Regions from separate parts of the Hordeum vulgare genome. Here region 2 is linked to region 1. Evidence: chromatin contacts called from public Hi-C data. All regions are on one chromosome and are shown on one strand. The core of a region is the stretch at or near the end of the contact, and the rest is flanking DNA. Distances in the headings are between cores, read along the strand shown.

The links. Hi-C and Micro-C count contacts between places; a contact is called where the count stands out from the background.
Region 2: a Hi-C map of leaf shows a contact between it and region 1, with 3 times the contacts expected there. The contact joins the promoter of LOC123447961 here to the promoter of LOC123447959 in region 1. A contact is called at or near these places in 3 of 6 Hi-C or Micro-C datasets (leaf and seedling) and 1 of 1 datasets of contacts at active chromatin or transcription factors (embryo).

Annotation. Positions count from the first base shown.
Region 1 is chr4H:87,293,497-87,300,223 of MorexV3_pseudomolecules_assembly, forward strand. It overlaps LOC123447959, which reads right to left and starts at 1,764. Exons shown (of 7, transcript XM_045124708.1): 1 at 1,336-1,764.
Region 2 is chr4H:87,508,310-87,514,712 of MorexV3_pseudomolecules_assembly, forward strand. LOC123447961 (putative pentatricopeptide repeat-containing protein At4g17915) reads left to right here and starts at 3,411. Exons shown (of 2, transcript XM_045124710.1): 1 at 3,411-5,534; 2 at 5,652-5,895. The coding sequence starts at 3,709. The coding sequence ends at 5,091. LOC123447960 (protein TPLATE) reads left to right here. Exons shown (of 7, transcript XM_045124709.1): 3 at 3-364; 4 at 515-815; 5 at 1,093-1,215; 6 at 1,944-2,399; 7 at 2,504-3,247. The coding sequence ends at 3,004. LOC123447962 (putative B3 domain-containing protein Os04g0347400) reads right to left here. Exons shown (of 3, transcript XM_045124711.1): 3 at 6,398-6,403.

The sequences.
Region 1 (6,727 bases), core at 514-3,013:
ACATCAGCTGTAATTGTATGAGTGTGGAATATACAAGCAATTCACTCTCCAACTTTATTAACAACAACTAAGATAAAATCAAGTGAATAATCACCACCAGGCAAAAGTATAACCCTCACCTCAGGGTTAATAACTGCGGCAGGGGATGGGGTGTTTTCCTGTGTAACGAGAAATTCAGAATAGAAGTTAGTAACTATCTATTTTTGCTGGAATATGAACTCAGCAAACAAGGAGCAGGAAGATTTGACATTATTGCAGCAAAACTCAACTCAACAGAGCAGTGCATAACTTGCATCATTTAATAATACCTAACAAATCCTGCAGTACATCTAGGTTTGTGTGCACAGACCAAAGTTAACAAACAAAAATCGACCCAGCTGTTGCCGGAAGTTCCACAGATAACATGATCGACCTAGCTTCAGAGAATTTAAACAACTACAGTGGCTAAATTCCTTGCCTTAATGGCAACATTTGATTAAAATACTCGGAATATTTGGGATATGCATGTTATAATCGGTGCAGAATCCGAACAAAATGCTACATCCCGACGATCTAGCAGAATGTTCAGCGTTTAAACCCCAAAATAAGAGGGATCCAACTTTGCCTGGAGGTCAGCAATTAAACACAGAAAAACGCAAGGGGCTCAGGAATCTCGAAAAACCCCGACAGCACCGAGGGTTTTGTCCGGGCTCAGGAACCCGATGCAGAATCCGAACAAAATGCTACGTCCCCGACGATCTAGCAGAATGTTCAGCGTTTAAACCCCAAAATAAGAGGGATCCAACTTTGCATGGAGGTCAGCGATTTAACACAGAAAAACGCAAGGGGCTCAGGAATCTCGAAAATCCCCGACGGCACCCAGGGTTTTGTCCGGGCGAGCACCTCCGATCCCCATCAAGCTGCCCTCAGGAACTAGAAGAAACGAGACGGAAAAACTCGTACCGACATTGTTGCCGTTCACCGATCTGATGGGGAGGAAGCGTGTCGAATAGGGTTAGGGTTTGGGGGACGAGGACGGACGGAAATGCTTATATGAAACAAATGAGCAGGGTACTTCTCTTATATAGTGGGCGGTGAGAAAGTTCCTTGCGAGGTACAGCTAGGCGAAGAGAAGGGAGGTTCGTTCGAAATCTGCCGGGTAGCTGTTTCACGTTTCGAAATTGATGAACTGGGCTTTTGGACTTTGATATGGAGGGAATGGGCCAAGATTGGACAGGGAAAGACGAAGAAAGAAGAGAGCGGTTTGGGCCTTTTTTAAAAATAAAAAAAATTGGCAGAAAGAATCGAGAAATCCCGGGGGGGGTGAAGAACCGAGAAATTGGGCTGGGAACTAACCTGAAGCGCCGCCCTGGCCGGATCAGCAATTCTGGCAGCCGCCGCCCTTCTCCGGGCCAGCGGTTCCAGAGCTGCGGGAGGCGCTAGGGATCGTTGGATCAGCTAGTGCTGCCGCCATCTCAACGGCGGCACTTAGCTGGGAGACCTCGCTGGCCGCGCCAGGCCTGGATCAGGCACCCCGCCAGGAGGCACCTCGCTGCCTGGGCCCGGCCTGGAAGCAGGCGCCTCGCCGGGAGACCTCGCAGGCATGGCCGACGACGGGGCGCGCCCAGGCCTGGATCAGGCAACTTGGCGCTGGATCCACGCACCTCGTAGGGAGGTACCGTACCCCGCCTGGACACAAGCATGGCCAACGAGCGGGAGACGCAGCCATCTTGTCAGGCGGCGGCGCTGCTAAAGGTGGGATTTTTATTTAGGGGTGAGGACGGCTACCGCGGCGGCGGCGGGGAGGGGGGGGAGGGCAACCACGTCGGAGGGTGGGTTGGGTTTTGTAGTAGGGGAGGGGACATCGCATACGCATCCAAATATGCTGAGAAAATTGCATTCCCGACCTACGTTTGATGACTTTGAAGTGCAGGTTGATTTTATTAATTCTGAGGCTATAGCTGTAAATTTCCGCGAGAGGTGTTGGATGATGCACGGCTGTCAAGGAAAAGATAAAACAAGTGGAAATTTGATTTTGCATGATGTTCTAGTACTGCTGCTACTCCATAGGTTTCATCAAGGTCCGGTTTCTAGGGATGGCACCCGCAGGGTATGGGTACGGGTGGAGCCTTTTCATACCGTTACCCGCCTCATCTGATATTATCCATCACCCTTATCCATATCCGTTAATGGATATAATTTTTTCCATACCCATTACCCGACAAGGTAGACGGGTACCTACGGGTAAAATTACCCATATTTTCAAAACATCAATTTAAAAAACTTATTGTTATAAACTGCATTATATCATATAGTTTACAAAGATAGATTATAACTACAACGCATACTTATAAAACAACATCATATAGTCATAAACAACAACACATAGGCATACACTTTCAATTCATAAATTGTTGACATCGTGTAGATTGTAGAGATAATTTTAAGTTTACATAGATTTTATATGGGTACACAGGTATATGGGTATGGGTTATAAGATCCCATACCCATACCCGCTCTACCAGATGGGTTTTAGGTTTTCCTATTTATATACCCATGGGTGACTTTTTGTCCCATATCCTTACCCTAATTGGGTTTTTACCCACAGGGTACGTGGATAATGGGTACCCATTGTCATCCCTACCGGTTCCATCCAACTTTTCTATGTGCATTACCCGTTATTAGGGGATGTGTTTGGTTTTAGTCACGAAGCGGAACAACGCGGATCGGTTCCATTCTCCCGACCAGTTCGTGTGTTTAGACTGCCCAAGGAATCGGAACCAACCAATTTCACGGAATGGCGTATTCCCTGTTTACCTTGAACCTCAACGTTCCTTCAAATAGGTCGGACCATGCGGAAAGCCTCACTCGCGTCTCTTCTCCCCGACTCACCCACCCCGTGGCCCGCACCCCAGCCACCCATGACCTCTACCCTCCTGTGCCCCCTGTATTTATGCTACACTAATCTCTATAATTAAACCACGATAATTACATGCTAATGATGTCACGTCACCACGGTTACTGTTGTTAATCTCGCATAATTCAATCTCGTGCGAATTCGAAATTCAAAACCAAGTCAAACGGTGAAAGTTTCCAAACATACAAACTAAAATGTACGGGATGCGATAAATAATGCATAAGTAATTGTGTTGTGGGAATCAACATTTTTGGAAGTATTAAAATTCGCTAAATTAAAATAAAACTAAAACATGAACTTTTAAAAAAAGAAAAATAAAATTTAAAAAAAAGCACCCCCCGACTCAACTCGCCCTGACCTAGCTGGCCCAACCCCCCTCCCCCCCCCCCCCCGCCGGCCCATGTCAACCGCCTACACCTCCCCCCACCCCCGCACTTATAGCCACCAACCCCCCACTCGCCTCGCCTCGTTCACCCCCTTCCCCGCTCTCGATCCAGATCGGATCGGGGCCTCCCGCGCTCACCCTAATGTTGTCGCCCCTACCCCGTCGGTCCTCCTCCCCTTCATCCCCGCCGGCCGCCTCCTTCCCTACCCCGTCGGACCACCCAGGACTCTGCCACCCATGCATCGGTGGTGAGCACCACCCGAGGGCCCTCCCCTTCTCTCTTCCTCTCCCATGTCCCGGCGCGCCTCCCATAGCTTCGACCACCACCCACGCCCACTCCGGTCTCCCCTCGCCCCTGGTCGCGCCACGTCTTCGGCCTCCCCACCACCCCCAACTCCATCATGCCACCCCGTTCCCCCCTGTGCAGCTCGCCTCGCCCCCGCCGCGCCGCGCCCTGGCTCGCCCAGCCCCAACCCCTCTCGCCACGCTATGGCCTCGCCCGGCCACCGCTCTGGTCGTCTGGCCAGTCCCCGTGGCCACGGCCGCGCCCCACCGCGGCTCCGGCCGCCGCATCCCTGCTCGTCGTGCGCCCTGACCCCGCCACGCGTCCCCCCCCAGCGCGTCTCTCCGGCCTCCCCCTCGCCTGCTGCCGCCGCTCTTGACCATTGCCACGGTCGGCTCGATCTGGTTAGTGGGGAGCTAACCACCCCACTAACCCCCCGTGTGTGGATGACAGCAGGAGCCCACCCTTGCTAAGTAACATTGTTAAAAACGAATATAAAAACGATAATAAAATAATTGAAATAATTAATTAATAAATTAGTAAATTAATTAAATATATAATTAAGGATTGATTAGATTAGTTAATTACTCTGTTGATTAATTAATTAAATAGAGTATGGCAGGTGGGTCCCACACCCATAATTAATTTGTTCTAATTAATTTTAAACCTAATTAATCTTGTGTCAATGACATGTGGGGCCCATTGGCCACTTTAACCAGTCAACGGGATTGTTGACTGATGATGTCAGCATGGCATCATGTTGATGTCATAATTATGGTTATTGAATTAAAATAATCTTTTTAAATTTTTGGACATTAATAAACTTTAAAAAATTAATGTAAAATAATTCGTAAGTTAGATGAAAATACTTTGTACATGAAAGTTGATAAAAAAACAAGACAAACCCGAATACGCTATCCATTCGTCTGTCACGCGTTCCTAGCATAGCGAACATGAAACTTTTTCATCTGTTTCGCGTGTCCGGTAGTAGCGAGAGACCCGAGAAATATCATCAGATATTTTCTCGATCCATCTATAACGTTTAATGTTGCGTTAGTGCTTGCCTAGCCCTGCATATTGCCAGGTCATGCATAATGTTGCATTTGTGTTTATATTTATTGTTTCTTCCCCCCTCTTCTTACAGGTAGACCCCGAGACTAACGTTGCTACTGGGTATGACTACCGTCATGACAACCAACCCTTTGCCGCAGAGCAACAAGGCAAGCAAACCCCCTTGATCATTCCTATATCGCCTATTTATTTCTCCCTCATGCTTGCATTATAAATTTGCTACTGTTGTATTTAGCTCATATATCCGTTGCATAACCTGATTTTGATGAACTCCTAGTTTCCTGTACCGCACTTTAAACTGTTTAGTATAGGTGGAGTGTTGGAAATATGCCCTAAAGGCAATAATAAAATAGATATTATTATACTTCCTTGTTCGTGATAATTGTCTATTGTTCACGTTGTAATTGTATTAACCGGAAACCGTAATACATGTGTGAATACATAGACCACACCATGTCCCTAGTGAGCTTCTAGTTGACTAGCTCGTTGATCAATATACGATCATGGTTTCCTGACCATGGACATTGGATGTCGTTGATAACAGGATCACATCATTAGGAGAATGATGTGATGGACAAGACACAATCCTAAGCATAGCACAAGATCGTGCAGTTCGTCTGCTAGAGCTTTTCTAATGTCAAGTATCTTTTCCTTAGACCATGAGATTGTGCAACTCTCGGATACCGTGGGAATGCTTTGAGTGTATCAAACGTCACAACGTAACTGGGTGACTATAAAGGTCCACTACAGGTATATCCGAAAATGTCTATTGGGTTGGTACGAATCGAGACTGGAATTTGTCACTCCGTGTGACGGAGAGGTATCTCTGGGCCCACTCGGTAATACATCATCATAATGAGCTCAATGTGACTGAGGAGTTAGTCACGGGATCATATGTTACGGAACAAGTAAAGAGACTTGTCAGTAACGAGATTGAACAAGGTATAGGAATACCAACGATCGAATCTCGGGCAAGTAACATACCGATGGATAAAGGGAATTGTATACGGGATTAATTGAATCCCCGACATCATGGTTCATCTGATGAGATCATCGTGGAACATGTGGGAGCCAATATGGGTATCCAGATCCCACTATTGGTTATTGACGGGAGACGTGTCTCGGTCATGACTGCATGGTTCCCGAACCCGTAGGGTCTACACACTTAAGGTTCGGTGACGCTAGAGTTGTAATGGGAATTGTATGTCATTACCGAAAGTTGTTTGGAGTCCCGGATGAGATCCCAGACGTCACGAGGAGTTTCGGAATAGTCCAGAGGTGAAGATTTATATATGGGAAGTCCAGTTTTAGTCATCGGAAAGGTTTCAGGGTTTATCGGTATTGTACCGAGACCATGGAAAGGGTTCCGGGGGTCCCCAGGAGGGGCCACCTGCCCTCGGAGGACCACATGTGCTGAATATGGGTGGGAACCATGTTGGGCAACGTAGCATAAATTAAAAAAATAATCCTATGCATATTCAGATCTTCCTATGGAGAGACCAGCAACGAGAGAGGGGTGAGTGCATCTTCATACCTTTGAAGATCGCTACGCGGAAGCGTTGCTAGAACGCGGTTGATGGAGTCGTACTCGCGACGATTCAGATCGCGGTGTGATTCCGATCTAGTGCCGAACCACGACACCTCCGCGTTCAACACACGCGCAGCCCGGTGACGTCTCCCGCACCATGATCCAGCAAAGAGGAGGGAGAGGTCGGGGAAGATCTCCGGCAGCACGACGGCGTGGTGTCGATGGAGAGACGAGGTCTCCCGTCAGGGCTTCACCAAGCACCGTGGGAGAGGAGGAAGAAGGGGGGCAGGGCTGCACCGAGGGAGATGGAAAACCGTGTGCAAAACAGCCCCAAAACCCCCACTATATATAGGAGGAGGGGAGGGGGTGCCACCCCTAGGGTTCCCACCCTAGGTGGTGCGGCAGCCCCCCAGATGGGAGGTGTGGCGGCCAGGGTAGGGGGAGGGGGTGGCGCACCCCTAGGTGGGCCTTAGGCCCACCAACGCCTAGGGTTTCCCCTCTCCATCTCCTGCGCCTTGGGCCTCCTTGTGGGAGGCACACCAGCCCACTTTGGGCTGGTTGCCC
Region 2 (6,403 bases), core at 2,161-4,660, 220 kb after region 1:
AGGTTCATACCTCAAGAATATCATCACGGCTGATATGGGCAATTTCTGAACACTTTGATCTTGAAGGTCTTGATCCTCTTTTAGCTGATGACCCAGAGGATCCTCTGAATATCATCATATCTAACATGCATAAGACTTTATTCAACACCGATTCCTCTGCCACTACATCAAATAGGATACAAGATGTGCAGGCTGTCCTCATATGCGCTCAGCGTTTGGGAGCCAGAAATGCAAGAGCTGGCCAGCTCCTCAGTAAAGAATTGGAGGAGTTCAGGTCAAGTACTTCGGCTGATTCTGTAACCAAGCATCAGTCACGTTATGTCTTACAGATAATAAAGTATGTGACGAATCATCCAGATAACAGGTGAGGGTTGCATCTTCAAACTAAATACTTTACATCAGGTTGCACTATTTTGCAGAAGTTCTATATCTAAAAAAAAAGAAATACTCTACTGGAACATGCATTTGGAGAAAGAATCACCTACCATTTTTAACTCTCCAATATTTCATCCAGGTGGGTTGGTGTCGGTGATGCTACAGGAGATTACCCTTTTAGCCACCACAAGCTTACAGTTCAGTTTTCAGAGGCTGCTGCTGCACAAGATAGGAAATTGGAGGGATTAGTTCATAAGGCTATTCAGGAGCTTTGGAGGCCCAATCCCACCCAGTTAACTCTCCTACAGACAAAGGGTATCGGTGCTTTGCACAAAGATCTTCCAAAAGCATGCACTCTGACTGGCAGCAGCGATCCATGCTACATTGAAGCATATCATTTGGCGGATCCAACTGATGGCAGAATCACCCTGCATCTAAAGGTATAACCTGATCAATGATCTTTTCCGTGTACATTTAACATAATTTCTATTTATCTGTACTGCTGTGTTATGGTTACTGTTGAACACTGGTTAGGTTAGGAACTTTATATTTAGTTATTGCTCCTGTGTAGTTTATGTGCACTTTGCCACCTGGTAAAATGGTGAGAAATTAAAACAACTATTTGTGTCTGCTGACATATTACTTTGCTATAAGCCATAGTATTATTTGACTTGGAGTTGTATGATTGTCCTTTTTTACTAATGTACACTTTTGCAGATTTTGAATTTGACTGAGCTGGAACTCAACAGGGTGGATATCCGAGTTGGGCTCTCTGGAGCATTGTATTATATGGATGGATTTTCCCGCACTGTTCGCCACTTGCGTAATCTTGTTTCCCAGGTGCCTCCACGATCTTGAAATGCCTATTTTGCATATGCTTTTACCGTGCAGTTTAATTTCAATTATGTATCATCATTAAATATTTTAAAATTTGACAGTAATTTTAAGAGTTTGTCATTAGTCAGAATGGGCAGGCAAATCTAGGGCTGCAGGTAGTGGTATTTGAATGTAGTTTATAGTGAAACATTTTCTTCCTCGGCTAGTGAACTTCTCAATCTATTTCCTGGCAAAATTTACCACTACCTTTTAATGTAGTATACCTGTCTAGCCAGTTGAGTTCACATTATATTGCACACTAGATATAATGTGGTAGTTGAGACTATCATGATCATGATGTTGTTAAATGTAAGTGATCTTCAAAGAGCCAGGCCGTCTAGCATTGCGGCGGCTTTCAAGTTAGTGACAGTATCTTGTTTCCAGACGAGCTGCGCTTAAAATTTGTAGGCTATTGATAAAAATAGAATAGCGATAATAAATATTACTCCCTCTGTTCCTAAACATAAGTCTTTTTAGAGATTTCACTAGGGACTACATACGGAACAAAATGAGGGAATCTACACTCTAAAGTATGTCTATATACATCCATATGTAGTCCGCTAGTGAAACCTCTAAAAAGACTTATACTTAGGAACCGAGGGAGTATATCATCGGGCAAGTACTGTCATCACAGAGTAGCTAATCCATATTTGCATCTAATTTATTTGGAAAATGCCTCGTCAATTCTGCAGGATCCAATCCAAAGTAGTGTCACTGTGGGAGTTTCACATTTTGAGAGATGCTCTCTCTGGGTTCAAGTCCTGTATTACCCATTCTACGGAAGTGGAGGATCGGCAGACTATGAAGGAGATTATGCAGAAGAGGACTCACAAATGACGAGGCAGAAGCGTGCGCTCCGGCCAGAGCTTGGTGAGCCTGTTGTTTTGCGGTGTCAGCCCTACAAGATCCCTCTCGCCGAACTTCTCTTGCCATATGAATGCTCTCCAGTTGAGTACTTCCGTCTATGGCCAAGCTTGCCAGCCATGGTTGAGTGCACTGGCACATACACATATGAAGGTAGTGGTTTCAAGGCCACCGCTGCTCAGCAGTATAATAGCTCTCCTTTCCTCAGTGGATTGAAGTCCATTTATTCTAAGCCCTTCCATCAAGTCTGCTCTCATTTCATCCGAACAGTTGCTGGGTTCCAGGTAAGCATTTGATAGTCACTTAGACGGTGTTATGCCTCGGTCTTGATTCTATTGTGTGCAGAGTTACCATTTGCGTAAGGTTATAACACATGTATCTTCCACAGTTGTGTTACGCCGCAAAGACATGGTTTGGTGGGTTTGTGGGCATGATGATCTTTGGTGCAAGTGAGGTCAGCCGAAATGTTGATCTGGGTGACGAGACAACCACGATGATATGCAAGTTTGTCGTGCGTGCATCTGATGAATCTATCACAAGAGAGATCGAGTCGGACCTCCAGGGCTGGCTGGACGACATCACGGACGGCGCTGTTGAGTACATGCCCGAGGAGGAGGTGAAGAGCGCAGCTGCGGAGCGGCTGAAGATATCCATGGAGAGGATAGCACTACTCAAGGCGGCCAAACCTAAGATGCCTCCAGCGAAAACCGAGCAAGAAGAGGAAGAGGAGAAGAAGCAGAGCGAGGAGCTGGACGGGTTTGGGAACCCCAAGGGCCCCTCGACGCTCTCCAAGCTCACGGCGGAAGAAGCCGAGCACCGTGCGCTCCAGGCAGCCGTGCTCCAGGAGTGGCACCAGCTCTGCAAGGAGAAAGCCATGAAGGCACAGTGAGGCCTGGGGTTGGTTTGGGCTCCGCCTGTGTAATTTTGTATCTGCCTTTTCCTCAAGCCACATTTTGATTTCTTTTCTTTTTCAGCCGACATTTTGATTTTTTTGAGTATGTATAATCCTGCAGATTTCCTGATTTGTTCATTGTATTCACAGAAGATATTGTTGTACCACGACATGTTTTATTCTTTTTGTAACAATAGCTCAAAGCTTTAGTGTGAATGAGAATGATTTTTTCCTCCCGAATTTTTTGTGAATCATTTGTAGCACGATGATTTTTGAATCGATTAGGTGGTGAATTAATTCCTTCTCCTTGTGCAGACAAATTTTTGTCCACCCTGAAAAAAAGACTATTATGCTCACTGACTGTTGGGTCAGGCGAAAAGAAATGAACCCTACTTGTCTGTCTGTGCCGCCTATGACATGCATGGCCCACCTGGCGTTCTCTCTCTAGTCTGTCCCTCGCTGCGAGGTCAGCTAAGTGCGAACTCCCAACTCCCCTACCACCCGGTGGCGCCGCCGCCGCCGCCACCAACCTCTCGCCGCCTCCTGCAGCCCAGCGCTCTTCCCACAACAAATTAACAAGGCGCCGGCCTTGCTCGTCGCGAACTCGGCAAGTTGGTCTGGACAGCGAGCGAGCTGTATGGGAGTCGAAGCGAGCCCGGAACCGGAAGATAGTCTCGCGGCGAGGAGGAGGCGGAGGAGCAATGACCTGGGCGCGGACGCAGCTGTCCACGCGGCTGATGAACGTCTGCCTCGCGGCGCTCTGCCGCGGCGGCGGCATCGCCCGGGCAGAGTCCGTCCTCGTGGACGCCATCCGCCTCGGCATGCCCCCCGACGTCGTCACCTACAACACCCTCCTCGCCGCGCACTGCCGCGCCTCGGGCCTCGACGCGGGGTTCGCCGTCCTCCACCGGATGCGGGAGGCCGGGGTGAGCCCCGACGCCATCACCTACAACTCCCTCATCGCCGGCGCCGCGCGGAGGGGGCTCACGATGCGCGCCCTCGACCTGTTCGACGAAATGCTGCAGGCGGGGGTCGCCCCCGACGCCTGGAGCTACAACGCGCTCATGCACTGCCTGTTCCGGTCTGGCCACCCGGAGGATGCCTACCGGGTGTTTGCCGATATGGCCGAGAAAGGCGTCGCACCGTGCGCCACCACCTACAACACACTCCTGGACGGGCTCTTCAGGTTTGGTCATGCGACGAACGCGTACAGGATGTTCAGGTACCTGCAGAGGACGGGGCTCCCGGTGGGCATCGTGACTTACAACACTATGATCAATGGGCTGTGCAAGTCAGGCAAGGTGGGGTACGCCCGCATGGTTCTAAGGGAGCTTGGGAGGACCGAGCATGCCCCGAACGTCGTCACTTACACCACGGTCATGAAGTGCTGCTTTAAGTATGGCAGGTTTGATCAGGGGCTGGAGACCTTCTTGTCGTTGCTGGAGGGAGGGTACATTCCAGATCTCTTCCCATACTGCACGGTGATTAGTGCGTTAGTCAAGAAGGGAAGGATGGAAGAAGCAAACACCTACAGTGAGCTAATGATACGGAGTGGGTTCAGGCTTGACAGTGCATGCTATAATACGCTGATTTACCTGCGGTGCAAGGAAGGAAAGCTGGATGACGCGTTTGAGCTGCTGAGTATGATGGAAGAGGGCGGTCTGGAGAGTGATGAGTACACATTCTCAATTTTGGTTAATGGTTTGTGCAAGATGGGGCATTTCGAGGCTGCACATAAGCAGTTATGTTACATGGAGATAAGGGACATGGAATCAAATGTTATTGCTTACAATTGCTTGGTGGATGCACTCTGCAAATCTGATGAGGTGGATGCTGCCATCAAATTACTGCACAACATGAAACTCAAGGATGATTTTACTTACACCTCACTAGTCCATGGTCTATGTAAGGTTGGTAGGTATCATATGGCATCCAAATTCTTGCGGATCTGCTTGCGTGAAGGGAACAGCATTCTTGCATCTGCAAAGCGTGCTGTCATTGCTGGCCTTCGTAGTGCAGGTTTTCAGAATGACGTGAGGAAAGTTCGGGCAGCATTACGTATGGCTAGGCTGTTAAAACCATAATCCAAGGAAAACAGTCTGCAACTTCATTGGGTGGTCCTGCAGAATCGAGAAGATCAATTGAGAAGACAAATTGAAATTCGGAGATGATCCTGCATTAGATGAATGTCAAACATCCAGTTCGTGTGGCATAAACTGGAGGATGGAAAGTAGGATCATGCTATTGTTGACGGGTGTTACTGTTATACATCAGCTCTTGGAGATACCATATTGGCTGGCAATGTTGCAGTATGTAATCAGCATTGTCACCCTTAGAACCAAGCGTCATTTGAAATTATACAGCAGGAGAAGATGCAACATGTGACCACTAGAGTGGTCATGATGCCAGCACAGTATACGCAGGAAGTGATCTCTGCCTGGTCCACGCATCACCTTGGATGTGAATATTATTTGGATGGCGCTGATAAAATCCATGTGATCATTAGCATCCCAAAGTTTCAATAGAGGTAATTATGGATCATATATTTGCTATCAGTAGTTTTTGTTTAACGCAGTGAATACCCTATCGTCGTCATGGAGTTCAAATTTTGTGTGAAGCGTATTGCTAATTCCCCCTCTTTTAGGTGATCGGTGTGATGATTTGATCAGGATCCTGTTGCACCAGACATGATGCGCACACTGCAGTATAAGATCACAAAATGCAAATATTGGTACTTAGTACACAACAGTCGGTTTGTTCATCTTTTTTGCTTCTTTGTTTAATTCTTGTGAAGTGGCAGAAAAATAATCTTTTTTGGGAAACATCATGTAACAGCATTAACCCGTTGGAAGAAAATATGTATGCCAATGAAAGAAACATTAACAACATAACCGTGTTTCTGCTATGCTGCCTATTCTGTAGATTTGTCATTGGGCAGGCATGCTGCTGCCTATTCTTAAGATTTTGATTGTCTAACTTAAACCATCACCAAATTATTTTGGACCCTGATAAGTGCCACACGTGTGGCACGAAACAATTCCGTCATGACATTTTTTGATGGCAATTTTAGTTATCTGAGGATGACAACTTTAGTTGTGAAGCATGGCAACTTTCTGTTTGGATGGCAAATTTCAATATTTTTTGGGATTGTTTTTTTTTCTTATGGCAACTTTAGTGTAAAAAAACGTCAGGACTGTGTTATTTCGTGCCACACGTATGGCACTTATCGTTTGGGATTATTTTTTGTTGCACATTATATCGTTTGCTTCTTTTCCATAGAAATCATGCAAGTGTCTGTGGAAGTATAAACTAGTCCTGCATAGCAATGTCACATTCTTGTTATTTTTGGTTTATGCTAATGACATTTTTACATATCTGAGATCATTGATATGAATT